2 separate regions of the Mus musculus genome follow, and region 1 is linked to region 2. Evidence: chromatin contacts called from public Hi-C data. All regions are on one chromosome and are shown on one strand. Each heading gives the region's core, a stretch centred on a gene start, on an enhancer-like site or on the middle of the called end of the contact. The rest is flanking DNA. Distances are from core to core; before and after follow the strand shown.

What was found. Hi-C and Micro-C count contacts between places; a contact is called where the count stands out from the background.
Region 1: a contact with region 2 is called in a Hi-C map of the G1E-ER4 cell line, with 3 times the contacts expected there. The contact joins two enhancer-like sites. A contact is called at or near these places in 2 of 484 Hi-C or Micro-C datasets (both in the G1E-ER4 cell line) and 1 of 115 datasets of contacts at active chromatin or transcription factors (heart atrium).

Annotation. Positions count from the first base shown.
Region 1 is chr2:163,695,776-163,700,696 of GRCm38.p6, reverse strand. The region is part of intron 1 of Pkig (protein kinase inhibitor, gamma); the gene reads right to left. Among named protein-coding and RNA genes, the nearest start is that of Gm16316, 6.1 kb to the right of the region's middle. Within about 2 kb of position 2,461, at least 152 of the 459 cell types and tissues checked have an H3K27ac peak or open chromatin away from gene starts, as enhancers often do. A contact at or near this core is called in the G1E-ER4 cell line and heart atrium, where this site is marked.
Region 2 is chr2:163,356,973-163,362,359 of GRCm38.p6, reverse strand. The region is part of intron 2 of Jph2 (junctophilin 2); the gene reads left to right. The region is part of intron 1 of Gm35750 (a long non-coding RNA gene); the gene reads right to left. Among named protein-coding and RNA genes, the nearest start is that of Gm35750, 3.3 kb to the right of the region's middle. Within about 2 kb of position 3,184, at least 6 of the 459 cell types and tissues checked have an H3K27ac peak or open chromatin away from gene starts, as enhancers often do. A contact at or near this core is called in the G1E-ER4 cell line and heart atrium, where this site is marked.

The sequences.
Region 1 (4,921 bases), core at 1,212-3,711, 340 kb before region 2:
TGATATCTTTTTTTTAAATGTGTCCCTGTGTTCACATTTCCTGTGTGTACCTATGTGTGCGTCAATGTTGTGTGAGACTGAGAGACAGAGACAGGGAGTTGATGCTGTCATCCACACAGAATGAGAGAAAGACAGAAACAGAGAGGGGCGTTATGATGCTATCGTCCATGCACTTTCTAGGTCACAATTCAAAAATGTTCAGTAACTGTATGGTTGCTAGCTACCATCTTGGCTGGTGACTTTAAAAAATATATATATCTTGGCCAGGGACAAGAAGGGTAATGCATACCTTTAATCTCGGCACTAGTAAGGCAAAAGCAGGCAGATCTGAGTTTGGGGATAGCCTAGTCTACACATCAAGTTCTGGCCAAGCCAGGGCTACACAGTAAGATTCTGTCTCAAAACAAATAAACCAAAATAAATAAAAATTTAAAAGGTTGGGGGCTGGAGAGATGGCTCAGTGGTTAAGAGGACTGACTGCTGCTCTTCCAAAGGTCCTGAGTTCAAATTCCAGCAACCACATGATGGCTTACAACCAACCATAATGAGATCTGATGCCCCTCTTCTGGGGTGTTTGAAGACAGCTATTTATATAATAAATAAATCTTTAAAAAAAATTTTTAAAGGTCATAATATCCCCCTTCAAATTCCTACCACAACACCATGCAGGAGCCCTAACACCCACAGTTTTGACTAGAGGTCAAGACCAATGGAGGTGGCAGCCCCTCCTCTCTCAGATGGTAGCTCATGTCTGTCTGTCATGCAGTCCAGAACATGGACTGTAATTGGAGGAAAGGGAACATCACAATGCACACTATAGAAACAAATCATCAGAACATCACTGATGACTTTAGACTCCAAGTCACCCATCCCTTTAGTTGGGGTCCCCAATCCAGGCTATCCCTGGTGGGGGGGGGCACTGCACTTTGTGAGGAAGGGTTCCTTCCAGTCCTCTGAAGCGTGGGAGACAGGAAGGTAAATGAGAAAGTGCCTTGCGGTGGCTGCAGCTTCCAGTTGCTTCCAGCACTAGCGCTGCAAAGCTGTAAGTACAGGAACTGGAGGGAGCAAGCACGTGCTAAGAGAGCGGCCGAACTCAGAGTCTCTGCTGGATCCACTGACTTAGCACATCATAGCCCTGCCACACACTTCTCTTGCTCCACTTGGCACACGCAGTAACTGTTCACTCCCCTGCTGTCTTCCCTGGATCACAGGGCTTGGGAGGTACCCCACTGTGGAGTGTTTGCCTGACATGAACTTGGCTTAAACATCAATGCTTTGTTTAAAACAAACAATACAAACAAACAAAAAAACAACCACCAACAACCCAGAAATCATGTGGAATTTTGACCCAGGCCTGGTATCATACACCTCTAATTTATAGCATGACAGAGGCAGAGGAAAGACGCATGGTAAAGGCAAGCCTCAGCTATTTAGTGAGTGTGAGTCAGCCTGGACTAGATAAGATCCTGTCTCAGAAATAAAGTGGGTGGAGGATAGGACACAACAAAAGCTGTGTCTATGGTCCTTGCGTTAGTGCTTAATATTGTGGGAATGTGACGGCCAGCCCGACCTGATGGCACTGTGTTATTGCTTGCCCAGGGAGAAACCATTCCATCCCAGTCATTAATGTCACTTCTTTCCATTTTCCCGGGGTGGTTTAGTTTGTATGACAATGTATACATGACTCCCCTATGGTGGCTAAGGAACTTAAGGCTGTACCGGGCACCCCTTAAGTAGTCATTGACCTTTTTGTCCTGAGATGCATGAGAGATCCTAGGGGCCTGAAGATGGTGTTGCTGCTGTGAACTAACTCCGTGCTGTGGCTTTTGTAAACCCACCTTAGCTGTGGGCAGGATGAAATGGTCTCTTTACTGCTGTACAATGGAGCTGAGAAGAACTGAGGGCCATGAAGCAATTTTCTTGCCCAGCTGTGGATTCCAATGAGCAGGAGGTAACTGTGATGCCCACCATTATGAACCCTTCCTTTAGCACCCTTTGGCTCTAAGGCTGCCATCCTGCTGGCAGTAAGAATAAATTCAGTTCATCTAAATTTGAATTGAGTCTAAGTCTTTGGTCTTTGCCAGTGGATTCAAACTCCCCAACAGCAGGGGAGCCCTGAGCACAAATTTACCAAATGGTAGAGGCTGCATCTCTGAAGTACACAGAGCTGACCTAGAGCCTGGGACATAAGTGTGCATGAACTACCAGACACTTCCTTTCTTTGGGGCTCTGAAGGTCCTTATCCTGTCCAAAGAGCCAAATGGAAGCAGTCATTTTTTCGAATATCGACAAAGCTCTTACACTGGGAAATGTTGGCTCCACAGAGTGCTAAGTTCTAATGTGCACTTCAGAGCTGAGTGCAGCGCTCGGAGAAACCATGCCTTTTAGAGGAAGCCAGGCCAGTGTTGAAGCATTTCCGGGCGATGGTGAGCACAGCTGTGGGCCATGAGTAATAACTGTTTCCAAGCGTTCCCACCTCTGTCTCTGTAGGAATCACTTCTGGCGCCTCTCCCTCAGCTGAGGAGACTGGGGGTGCTCAGCAGCGTCTCCCTGCAGCTGCCAGGCCAGGGCCCTCGGCCCCCCCCCGCCCCCCCCCCCCCGCGAGAGAAGCACCACTTCTTTCGGCCTCTGTGTTGATGGCTAACTTCAAGTTGAACATTTGGGGTCCGGGTGACAGAAAGCAGCCCTGAAGCCTGGCTTGTAGAGCCAAGAGGCATTCCTGAGGTCCTCACAGACACACTGCCCTGTGAGTGCACACACCAGCACTCTCCCTCCTGTGGTACAGCAGCAGTCCAGAGCATACAGTTTGATTTTACTTTGTTGTCTTGTTGCTGGTGGTGGTGGTGTGTGTGTGCACACAAGCACACCCTGCCGTGTCAGTTCTCTCCTTCCTCATTATTCTGAGACCTGAACTCAGATGGACAGATGTGTGCAGCAAGCTCTTTCACCCTCTAAGCCACCTTTATGGCCTTGTGGTTTTTGTTTTTTGGGTTTTTTTTTTTTTAGTTTTTTTGAGACAGGGTTTCTCTGTATAGCCCTGGAACTCACTCTGTAGACCAGGCTGGCCTCGAACTCAGAAATTCGCCTGCCTCTGCCTCCCAAGTGTTGTGTTTTGTTTTTATCTTGTTGTTTATTTGTTTGTTTGGGTGACAAGGTTTCACAGCCCAGGTTGGCCTGGAACTCATTCTATATAGGCTTGTGGTTCAGAATAGCCTGAAACTCATGGCTATCCTCCTGCCTTAGCATCAAGTGCTAGGACTACAGGTGTGAATTGCCATGCCCATCTGAGTTTGGTACTAATATATAGGTGCTAATTTACTGTATTTCATCTACCCCCACAACACCCTGTGGGATTGATCTGAATGTGGTCCCAGCTTTGCCCACCTCTATTCCTAAGATGCTGTAAACTCGCCTCCAGGGTGGAACACGTCAAGAAAGCCTTGTAATGGCACTATGGTAGCACAAACAAGAAACTAAAGCCACCCTCACCTTGCATATGAAGAAGACATGCCACCTCTTTCCACCCCAGTTTCCATGCAGGGACCCGGCAGCCCAAACTCCACCCTTTCAGAGCAGCATGGCCTCATTACCACCTTAGAAAGAAGGATGGCTTCTGTCCAGAGTCACCAATGCTTGGGACCAGGCTGGGGGGGGGGGGGAGGCACAGAAAAATATCTAGGCCTCCCACTGTCCTTGCTACAGGGTAGCTACAGGTTCACCTTACACAGCCACTGGGGAAGTCTGCAGCTTTAAGATATGCCAAGGGCCTCTGAGAACTCCCTCTAACCCTGACCTTACTTCAAAGAGTTTCCAAACAATACATCCTCCTGAGGATTAGGGGCTCTGGTGGCCTTAAAGACAAAGACTTAACAAGACCTGGAACACAGCTGACTTTGGCTTTTGTCTCCATCCTAGCTGTGGACGTCCCTTTTCTGTGCAGTGGTGGCCAGGACACTAGGTTAAGAGAAAGGGCACATAGGCAAGTACAGGGGCACTTCCCCCTTCCTCCGCTCATCTCTCCTGACAAACTAAAAACTAGAGTGGTAGGTTTTAAGTGGAAGTGGAATTGTTCAGGCTGGAGAAACAGCTCTGCAGTTAAGAGCATGGTCCCCTCTTCCATAGGACCAGATTTGATTCCCAGTGCCCACATCAGGTAACTACTCAGAAACACCTCTAACTCTGGTCCCAGGGGATCCTATCAACACCCTCTGGTCTCTAAGGGTACGTGGGGCTCAGAGTCATACAGGCACACATACACAGTTGCATTAGTAAAAGTAAATTTAAATGAAAACAGAATTATCTCCTTCACCTATGTGTCAGACTTTCTACAGATTGCAGATCACAGTGACAGGCTAATGGAGACACAGGAATTGAAGTTAGCCAATAATTACGTACAAGGAGCTCAGCTGACTTAAGGAAGGAGTTCAGAAGAATATGGAAATATTTACCCTCTGCAAAGATGGGCAGGGGATTCACAGTAACCATCGACTATGGTAAAGGGTTGACCACTGACAGGGTGTTGACTAAAAGTCATTTTTTCTAAGCCCCTCTTAAATACAAATGCTTGTAGACACCAACTTTTCCCCTCTTTCAGGCACACCAAATCTGTAGAAAACCGTAAAAATTCACAAGCAACTTAATACTGCCTGTGTATGTGTTGTGTATGCATGTTCATGTGTAGGAGGGGCATTCACCTGTGTCCGTCTGCCTGTATCTCTGTGTGCATGAGTATGCAAGCCAGAACTGTATCCGTCTGCCTGTATCTCTGTGTGCATGAGTATGCAAGCCAGAAGCCAGCCTCAAGGACCTCCTCTATCCCACTCTTCTTCTTCCAGGCAGGGTCTTTCATTAAACCTGGAGTTAAGTGGGCTAAGCTGTTTGTTGGTGAGCTCTTGAGAGCAATCTGTCTCCATGCCCCCAA
Region 2 (5,387 bases), core at 1,935-4,434:
AGCCCCCAAAAGCAGGTTGACTGTGCAGATCTCAAGCGTCTTGCCATGGAAAAAGACTTCCAGGATAGAGGCACCCTCTATGAACCCACTTCAGCCTCCAAACACATTCAGCACGTGTTTGTGGGGAGCCCACTGTGTGCCAGGCTTGGGCAAGAAAGTCTGAAGATCCGAGACTTCCTTCTCCATTACAGAAGGAGCCCAGTGACCAAGGAGGACTACACTGAAGGAAGCAGTTAAGGATGCTCTTGAGACAGAGCGAGTCAGAGTGCAGTCTGGGAAGAGCAGGCTGTGTGCAGAGGGAAGCATGTCATAGGTACGCTACGGGAGTGTGCCTGGAACAGAGTGGGCTCTTGGAAATGAGGCAGGGAAACCCCGTGTGGCTGGAGTAAAAAAGAAGGATTAACAGAAGCAGAGACCAGAGGCGGGGGCTGTTGGTGAAAACAGATGGCAGCCATGTCTGCTGGCTACATATAGCATGTGTGTGTGAGTGTGTGTGTGTGTGTGTGTGTGTGTGTGTGTGCGTGTGTGTGTACAAGCAGATGCTTGGTCATGTGAGCACACATGTGTGGACATACATGTACTATGCACATGTGGAAGACAGAGTACAGTTTCTCACAAGTTGTCTGCCTTATTTTTTTTTTAAAAATATTTATTTATTTTTATGTATGTGAGTACATTGTAGCTGTCTTCAGACACACCAGAAGAGGGCATCAGATCCCATTACAGATGGTGGTGACACACCATGTGGTTGCTGGGAATAGAACTCAGAACCTCTGGAAGAGCAGTCAGTGCTCTTAACTGCTGAGCCACCTCTCCAGCCCCTGCCTTATTTTTTGAGGGAGGCTCACTCACTGGTCCGAAGCGTGCTAAATAGGCTAGGCAGGCTGACCCAGGAGCCCCAGGATCCACCTGCCTCTGCTTTCCCCTCGCTGGAATCCCAGGCATTTGCCACAACACCTGACCTTCATCTAAGGGTTGACGTCAGCTCCCCATGCCTGCTGGTCAAGCACTTTTACCAGCTAAGTCGTCTCTTTAGTCCTCACACATGGCTATTTTAATTAAGTTGACTAGACATTTCAATCCCTAGGTGTGGTAGCCGCATTTCACGTGCTTGCCAGCTGCCATCTAGGAGGGCACAGCTATAAACCATTTTAACTGCGGGGAACTTTGTTGGGCAGTGCCTTTGTGTGGCCTTGCAGGTCACTGCAGGCCATCGCCGAATGCCATGCAGAACTGGGCACACGTTGCAGGATCCTTTCTTTCCTCACCTCCAAAGGTGTGAGTGAGTGAAGCATGATAGACCATGAAATGCTGCCCCAGTCAAAGTCAGAATGTCCTCCCTCCACCTCTACCAAGTTCACTCACTGCCTCTGCCTCTGCAGGCACGGGAGCGCAGCACCGCTGGACACGGGCCGAGACCAACTTTGGATGCCTTGGCCTTGGGATCTTCTAGGCTAGGAGGCTTTCTTCCCTCCTGTGGCTTCTTCCTACAGGTTCTGGTTCTGCCCCTGAGATCTGGAGGGCCCCAGTGGGTCCTGGAGGCTGCCAGTGGTGCCTTCCCTGGGACTTGTGGCCACTCTTGTACACCCTTAATGGCCCATTTCATTGTCTTTTCTCCTGTTCTCTTTAGAGAGTAGCTTTTATCTTCATATTTAAATAGAGTTGAGAGGAGGAGGAAGGTCAGATGCCATAACTTCTGCTCTTTTTGTAAAGGCAGCACCCCCTCCCCCACCACCTTGGGGCTTACCCCATCCCATGGGTCTGTGTTTTTTAGCCAGATGCAAAGGTGATTTTTAGACAGATGCGACACTTCCCTGAGTAAACAGGGCTTCTGCTTGTGGGGGAGAAAGGATACATGGGTGAGCTGCTAACATCTGTCCCAACATCTGCCCAGTGACCCTGCAGAGACCTAGACATAACCTGTCTCCAATCTTCTGCACTCATGACTTCTGTGTCTTCAGTCTCCCTAGCTTCAAGTTCCCTCACGTTCCCACCTTTTTGTGTAGAGGTACGTTCATGCTCAGGAGTACAGGCTTTGGGGTTGGGTAACACTTGCCCCCCAGGCACGATCTTTCCCAGAGCCTTGGTTCCCCCAACCGTGGAAGGTGGTAGAAATGGATCTGCTGCTTACTGCCCATGCCCAAGGTAGTGTACGAGCACATTAAAATAAGTTGTGTAAAGTGTTTCTAAAGTTCTATCTGCCATGCCTGGCACACCAGCACCAACTGTCATTTTATTATTATATACCGTTATCTTCCTCCTGGTGGTTCTGACTGCTGAGCCAGACAGTCAAACACAGGGTAAGCTCTCTGTGCAACCCCCACCCCCAGCTCCACACCCCCAGTAGTCACCCCAAAAAGAACCTGTCCCTTGCTACCTTGAGGAAAATGTGGTGTGCTGCATAGGGTCCCATCTCCAAAGCCACCAAAGGCAAACCATTATCCCTCACACTGGCTTCTCACCTAACTGCTGAAGTGCCCTTCCCCGGCTTCACACAATCCTATCTGGGAAGGGGAATTAGCACAGGGTCATAGCAACCCAGTATCTAAACTGTGACTTCTAACCACCCAGAGCTTGCTGTGACCCTACATGAGTTTGGTCAGGGGGTGAATGGGGAGCATGGTACTCCGATCCCAGGTCGAGGGCAGATGTTAGATTTGTTAGAGGCTTGGGTGCCCTCCACCCTAGCTCGGTTGCCCTTTTAAGAGACAATTGGAGCAGGTACACACACACACACACACACACACACACACACACACACACACCAGAAACCACACTGAGTGCACTGAGTGGCCCTCAGAATTTGTGTGAGTAATGTGTGTGTGTGTGACATTCATTCGATCCTAAGTATAGTTTATCTCTTCTTATCTTTGTCTCCTGGCCATGTCTGCATTGTGTCACAGGCCACTCTGGTTTGTGTCTCTCCCCTGGGTTCCTTTCTGCACGGAGGAAGGTGGAACACAGAGGTAGTTTGTGCTGTTCAACCTGCTATAAACAAGTGTGTATTTATATTCCTGCTTCTTTTTTGTTGTTTGTGTGTGTGTGTGTGTGTGTGTGTGTGTGTGTGTGTGTGTGTGACATGTATGCAGGTGCCCACAAAAGGGAATCAGGCCCATGGATGGCTTCTGAGCCCCTGGGCCTAGAGTTACAGACAGTTGCTTACAGGCAGGTGTAGGTGAAGCTCCTGATATGGGTGCTGGAAACCAAATTCCCATCCTCTGAAAGATCCGAGCCATTTCTCCAGCCCCATAATTTCCTCTTTCTTACACAAAATTTGCTTATCATATGAACTGTTTTAAATTTGGGGGTTTTCTTCTATAAGCTGCCTATATTAGAGGCCTTTCTGTGTTTTTGTGAATAAAGGCCTTTCTCGGATTATTTTAAACTCCCATGTAACTCATTATTTCTTGGGCAACTGTTAAATTTCTCGGGCAGCTGTAGAATGTGTTGTTTGAGTGTTTCTATGCTGAGTCAGGTCACGCTCTGCACACATCACTTCCCCCTCAGGCCAGCAAACTTCTAGAACAAATCTCCTCTAAGCACAGCTGGGGGATGCAGGGTTCTCTGTAGGCTGGTTCGTTTTATCTTCATCGACTCCTGTTTAGCTGGGAGGCCTCTGCCACTGCTTGCAGAGATACTTGGGGTAACTTTGTAACTCTTGGTGGGATATGACTTCTCAGAGGTCTGTGCTCTGGGTGCTGTGTTCACATCCATGGGAAAGAAACATCAATGACAACATTGTTGATCCACTTCCTTGCTTGGCTTTTGCCACATCCCAACCTTGAGCATCCTCTGCTATAACATGGCTTGTCTGGAACATGACTTTAGCCCAGATAGAATCCTAGGGACTAGCCCTGTGACTATGGGCTAAGGCAAGGTTTCCAGAGGCTGGCCACTGAGTTACCATCCCCTAACCTTGGCATAGCCACCTACCATTGGGATGGTTTGTCTCTTACAATTTAAAAGCATTTTAAGTTTCTTAAACCTAAATTAATTGTGATCAAAGAGTTTTATAAAACCATAAGTAAAAATGCAAGAGCAGATTAAAGAAGTTAGCCGGAAGGAAAAAAATCATACAAGGCAAGATGCCACAAAGCTGTCCTTCAATATTCTACTCCAAGTTCAGTCTTGAGGCTGTTGGCTTCTGGGTTTTTTTCATTCTTTGTAAGTTAGGGCTATAGCTCAGATGTGGACTGTGGGAGCTAGGGGTGTGGCTCAGAGGTGAAGTGTGGGCTTTTGGAAAGAACACCTGCTGGGAGCACCCAAGAGTTAATAGGAAGGCTGTATCCCCAATAATAAGACAGACAGAAGGAGAGAAAGTGAGCAAGAGAGAGAAGAGAGACAGACACACACAGAGACACAGTGAGAGAGAAACAGAGCAAGTGAACACACACACAGTCAGAGAGAATCAGTGAGTGTGTGTGGGTGTGTGCACCCTCCCCCCAACACACACAGTGGGCGAGCACACTAGCGATGAGACTTTTCTTATTGGTGTGAGCAGGATGACTGAAATGGAATTGATGTTCTTCCTTTTGGTTTTGAGACATCATCTTACTTTGTGGTCCAGGCTGGCCTTGAACTTTTATCAGTGTCTGTAGTGTCGGGATTAGTGAGTCGTCATGACTGGCTCAATTGAATTCTTTTGTTTTGTTTTGTTTTTAACTTTTTATTGATTCTTTGTGAATTTCGCATCATGCACCCCCCCATCCCACTCATCTCCCCATCCCTTTGTATCTGCCCTCTACCCTTGCAACCTTCTTCTCAAAATAAAAGAAGATATAATGATGATCATGCTATCTTGTCACACAGCACACTCTTTTGTCCACACATTTTTACTTGCAAATGTTGATTGCAATGAACTTTAAACTAAGCATAGTGGCAAATGTGGATAATCCCAGTGCCTGAGAGGTAGAAGAGGAAGGATCAGGAGTTCAAGGCCATTTCCCAGGACATAGTGAGTTTAAAGGCCGTCTGGGACACTGGGACACGTGAGACTCTGTTTAAAACAAAGCAAACCAAAACAAAACAAAAAACAAAAACAGAAAACAGAAAACAAACAAAAAAGAACAGAAAGAAAGAAAGAAAAGAAAAGAAAAGAAAGGAAGAAAAGAAAGAAATGGAATTTTAATAATTCTGCTTAATGACCAGCCTTGAACCATCAATTGTTTTTTGCCCCACGAGAAGACCGACAGAATCAGTATCCAGAGGTGCCGGGGAGATGCTCAGTGGGTAAATGTTCTTGCTACACAAGCATGAGGGCCTGGGTTGGAATTCCCAGCACTCAGTAAAAAGCTGTGCAGGTCTTCATGAGCAACTGTAACCTGGCAGCATGTGGGCAAGAGGAAACAGCGGGACCACGGGGGCTCACGGACTGCGGGCCTAGCTGC